Regions from separate parts of the Capra hircus genome. Here region 1 is linked to region 2. The links are chromatin contacts, called in public Hi-C maps. All regions are on one chromosome and are shown on one strand. Each heading gives the region's core, a stretch centred on a gene start, on an enhancer-like site or on the middle of the called end of the contact. The rest is flanking DNA. Distances are from core to core; before and after follow the strand shown.

Region 1 (2,700 bases), core at 146-2,645, 84 kb after region 2:
TCCTTTGAGGAAAATGAGATACACTCACAAGGAATGTGAGAAATAGAAAAGATGAATACTACGAGGCAATGTAAGCTGATGTCTGGTGGCTAGTTATCCTGATAGGTAAGAGCATTACGTATTGCAGGCATTTAGAGGAACAAGGATTTTCTTTCACTTGTCCGAGCTCAAAGTCTCTAGGGAATGAGGCACTCAGGTATAGTAGAAAGAGTGAGGGCTTTGCAATCAGACAAAGCTGGGTTGGAATCAGCTTTGCTGAAGCTGCCCACCTCCAGCTGTAAAGTGGGGCCATAATCGTGCCCGGGTGAAGGGCCACTGTGAGGAATGATTGAAATAACATATGTATCAATACATGTGAGGTGTTGAATAATTTAAGTATTTTTTTATCTTTTAAAAAATTACAGTATTTTACCCTGCAAAAAATTACAGTATTCTGGAAATAGAACAAGTTTTATTTAAAGGCAAGGTGTTCTGAGGTCCAAATAGCAGAGGGGTTTGAAGTGTGTGGCTCAGAGGATACAGAAGAAAAGAAAAGTTGCCCTGCCATGCCAGGCATCCTATGTGTGTCAGACCCAGTTGATGCTGCGAGTCCACAACACGGAAGGAGAAGACACTGTTCGGGAAGCTCGTGGTCAAGTGGAAAATATGGGCAACAAGAGAAATTACTTTAAATCACAGAAAAATGAAAGAATTATGTTTAAATCACCATCAAAGGCTTCTCATTCAGGGAAGGCACGTTGAGGAGTGAAATGACCACAGCTTGCTTCTCTTTCAGGCAGTCAGTCCTGAAATGCTCATGGATGACAATCTACCCACTTCCTTCCCGTCCTCTCCCTCCCCAGGCTTCAACCTCTACCTCAGATGGGATGCTGACCTTGGACCTGATCCAGGAGGAAGACCCTTCCCCTGAGGAGCCAACCTCCTGTGCTGAGAGCTTCCGGGTCGACCTGGATAAGTCTGTGGCCCAGCTAGCAGGCAGCCGGCGGAGAGCAGACTCAGACCGTATCCAGCCCTCCTCGGACCGGGCAAGCGGCCTTCCCCGACTTTGGGAAAAGCCAGACAAGGGGGCCACCTACACCCCACAGGCACCCAAGAAGTTGACCGCCACAGAAAAAAGCCGTTGTGCCTCCCTGGAGGAGATCTTGTCTCAGCGGGACGCTGCGCCAGCCCACACCCTCCAACGACGGTCCGAGGACGCCCCAACCCCCATCCCACACCCCCCGGGGCAGCTGTCCCGAATCCAGGACCTGGTAGCCAGGAAACTGGAGAAGACTCAGGAGCTGCTGGCAGAGGTTCAGGGACTGGGAGACGGGAAGCGAAAGGCCAAGGAGCCCCCTCGGTCTCCTCCCGATTCTGAGTCAGAGCAGCTGTTGCTGGAGACAGAGCGGCTGCTGGGAGAGGCATCGTCGAATTGGAGCCAGGCGAAGAGGGTGCTGCAGGAGGTCAGGGAGCTGAGGGACCTGTACAGACAGATGGACCTGCAGACCCCCGACTCCCACCTCAGACAGACCACCCAGCACAGTCAGTACCGGAAGAGCCTGATGTGAAGGCCGGTGCCAGAGTCTGGAACTCATGGGGGTGGACAGATTCTTATCTCCAAGTGTTGCAGGATAAAAGCTTTTTTATTTACCTCAGTCAAAAAAGAAAACAAAAACAGAATCGAATTCGTTGCTCTTGCTGCTGCCTGACCCTCCTACCGCCCTTATTTCCCAACCTCCTTTCCTTCCTTCCCCGCCGTCTGTCTCTGAGCCCTAAACTGCCTCAGGTGTGAGGAGCAGGTGACCCCTACAGCAATATTAAGAAGCTTTCACCTGGATGAAGAGAGGGTCATGAAGGCTCAGTTTGACCATTTGACCCACACACACCCTCTGAGGTGTGGTGAGGAATAACCTGCTGCTCCCAACCATGTGTTTGGGCTCCTAAATTTAGAGGGGGAGGGGGCCTCTCATGTCCCATTCCAAGTTTTCAATCTGAGGGTGAAATTTCAGCTGCTCAACTCTAGAGATGAGGGAGCCATGCCACCTGTCCACGCACACAGAAGTGAAGTTTATCCCAGCCCCAAGGAAGATTTGTGCAATTAAAATCCTCCCTGACCCTGGCCCTGGCTTCTCATGCCTATCAGCCTCTGATTGAGATCAAGCTGCCCAGCTTTCTTAATATGAGGTGTTTCTTCCCTTCATCTCTCACACCCTTCTCAATTCAGAGATACAACCCTGGACGGAGGGGACGGGTTTGGATTTGGCTAGGGGCGCCTAGCACAGGAGAAGCAGGAACAGTCAACCCGACAGAAAACCAAACTAAGAAAGAAACTGACTTGTGATGCATAGGATGGAGGGGAAAACCAAATATGTGCCCGGGTTCCTCTTTCGGCCAAGCTCGGGTTTCCTGTAGCCTCTCCCTCTCCTTCCTCAAACCTCACTTCCAATACTAATCAAGCCCCAGCTTTAGAAAAACATCTTTTTCACTCACACCACCATCCTCCCAACCACCTGTAGAGTTGCCAGGCTCCCCTGCATCCTTGGCTGTGGGGAGCCTTTTTGATTGCTTCTTTCCTCTGAAGTTTCTAAGATCAAGTTAATAACAGTGATAGTGTCAAGAGATGAGTCATAAAGGCAAGATATGAATGATTTTTGGAAAGAAGGGACAGATAGCCCCCTGAATCAAACGAAGGGTTAAAAAAAAACTTTAAAGTACAGTTGA
Region 2 (2,700 bases), core at 147-2,646:
TTCACTTTAATATAACTTTTCTTGCAAAATGTACCTCAAAAATAGAAAAGAATGCCAAAAGGGAAGTTTTATTTATGCGGTAGAAAAACTGAAAAGGAAGGAAACTTTAGAGGTGACAAAAACCTATGGTATTTCAAGCGGTTTCTGATCTCCTGTAAAGGATTTGAAAATTGTACACAAAGCTTAATAAAATAAACTTAATAGCCAGATTCATGTTAGCGTGCTCCCGGTGTAGTTTTAACTCTACACTTTACACAATAGAATGAAAGAATGATTTGGTGATGTTGAATGTATTGATTAAACTGTGAGCCCAATAAACACTGGTTACTTTTTTGGTAGAAATATTTACAAGCAATTACAGTCACTGATTTCTTGCAGTTGTTTCTTGTTATGTTCCTGATTTTACAATTCCCCAACGCAAAGGTGCAGAAAACTATTTACCCTCCTTTTTGAAAAACGGCATGATGGAGAGAAGACGCGTAGGGTATAAATACAAAGGCAGACATTTGGAAGCTGATGGCTTTAAGATTCATTCTGTTGTTTAGTTTTTGTCATTTCTTAAATAAAATTTTTGAGTTTTTCCTTAAAATCCCAGCGCTTCTCTGCATTAGCCCAACCAAGTATATGATCCCTACCCATTTTTGACCCTGTTCACTGCTCCTGCCCGCAGTTTCAGCATCACAGGTCCCCGGTGTCCCGGGCGAGTTGAAGCCCACGTAATCTAAAAACCCAGGGCCCCCAAAACTGGGAGGTTTCTGTCTCAGTTGGACGCACAGCCTGCGAGATCCAGCGGCAGACCACAGCTCCAGGCTCTCCTAGGGGATCTGAGACCTCTCCCAGAATATCCTGTTCCTTTTGTTCGTTTGTTCAACAAACGTGTTTGTTGTTCCGATGCCCCTCAGTCTTCGGAAAACCATTTCGGGCCTCACTTTGCAGGGCAGTGTCCTCGCCTTGTTAATGACCCAAAGAAGCCGAGGAAGACGAATCTAGGGCACTGTTTAGCAGATATTACCAAACGCTGTCCCTCCAAGTGCCGTGAATCTGCGGGGAACATAAGGCCTCCTCCCTTCCCTTCATCCTTCACTACCACCCAAGAAAGCGTTAATGGCAAAAAGCTACCACGTCGAAGCTCTGCCGTGCGTGCATCCGAGCCAGCCGTATACCAAGTTCCTCCACACAGCGAGGCGCCACCTTCTCCCCAGGCCGGCAGGAGGGGTGGCAAGCCGCGGCCACGCCTCGAGGCTAAGGACGGGGAGGGGTCTGAGCATCGAGGCTGGAGGTGGATCAGAATCACGTCCGGGATTGGCGGGGTGTCTCTGCTGAATTCGTCCATCCAGTCGGGAGGCTGGGTTCCCCGGACCGCGTAGCGGAACTACAACTCCCGAGACCACTGCTGCCCGGACTTCCGGAAGCCAGAGCTGGCCGGGGAGGAAGTTGCTGAGACCCGGCCAAAAGAACGGGGGTTGATTTAGAAAGAAAAACAGAGGGTGGGAAGAGCTATAGGGCTAACCTGTCAGTTCGCCACCATGAACGTGGTTTTTGCTGTAAAGCAATACATTTCCAAAATGATAGAGGACAGCGGACCTGGCATGAAAGTACTTCTCATGGATAAAGAGACGGTGAGTTTGCTTTTGCTCAGTGTTTTGGGGGGGAACCCTCCTCCCTTGCAATAGCTGGTCCCATTCCAGTGTAGGGTTTAGCATTTAATTAAAGATTTGTAAGTTTAGTATGGAACTGAAAGGCTTTATAAAGCTTGCCTAGATGGTTTTCACTCTGAATGATTCTAACCACTGCCAGAGAGTCTTCTTGTACCCAAAACGATTGAAATCAGAAATCTTTTTCTAAATGCCTGTGCCAAGAAATGATGTATAAGACAGACCACTGGGAAGACTTTGGGATTGCCCTGTTGTTTCCACTCAGCGTTGTGTTTTTAAAGTAAAGCTATTAAAGCTCACACTGAGATGACAGGTTATTATTTATCAGTCACGAAATTTAAAAAAAAAAACTCTTTGGTGGTGTGAAAATTTTTGTCAATTTATGGTTTGTCCGTGTTCAGAGAGAGCATTTCATTTTGGTACATTACTTACTATTTTAGATGCTCAGTAAATGTTATTACATATGCTAGTATTTAAGTTATCCCAGTAAGTAGTATTAATGAAAAAAAAATTTTTTTAAGTCTTAGGTATTGCTGCTTGTTTTTATTATTCTGGACTCGCATAAAATTAGTTAATTTTTTTCTTTACAGACTGGCATAGTGAGTATGGTATACACACAATCAGAAATTCTCCAGAAGGAAGTGTACCTTTTTGAACGCATTGATTCTCAAAATCGAGAGATCATGAAACATCTGAAAGCGATTTGTTTTCTTCGCCCTACCAAGGTACTACATAAACAGCTGCCATCTGCTTAGGCAAATACAGCACACTATGATCCAGAAGTGTTATGAAGACAAAATAAATTTCTGTTATCATTGTTTGTGGCATCATAATTATACTGGCTTCTCAGTTATAACCATGACTTTCCCACTTTCCATATCTCAGTCACTTCTCACAGCTAGATTTCCTTCAAGATGTTTTGTAGGTTCTCAGCTACTTGCAATGCTGCTAACTGCCCTGAGACCCACATCTCCTTAACTGAATGAAACTCCACACCTATCACACTGAACACCATTACCATTTAATGTTACATACTTATGTCAGT

The links. A called contact is a pair of places that touch in the nucleus more often than the background predicts.
Region 1: a contact with region 2 is called in a Hi-C map of blood, with 2.5 times the contacts expected there. The contact joins the enhancer-like site here to the promoter of VPS45 in region 2. A contact is called at or near these places in 2 of 5 Hi-C or Micro-C datasets (both in blood).

Annotation. Positions count from the first base shown.
Region 1 is chr3:99,691,141-99,693,840 of ARS1.2, forward strand. All of the region lies in intron 5 of PLEKHO1 (pleckstrin homology domain-containing family O member 1), which reads left to right. Among named protein-coding and RNA genes, the nearest start is that of PLEKHO1, 9.1 kb to the left of the region's middle. Within about 2 kb of position 1,396, at least 2 of the 5 cell types and tissues checked have an H3K27ac peak or open chromatin away from gene starts, as enhancers often do.
Region 2 is chr3:99,606,770-99,609,469 of ARS1.2, forward strand. VPS45 (vacuolar protein sorting-associated protein 45) reads left to right here and starts at 1,397. Exons shown (of 15, transcript XM_005677696.3): 1 at 1,397-1,619; 2 at 2,246-2,380. The coding sequence starts at 1,527.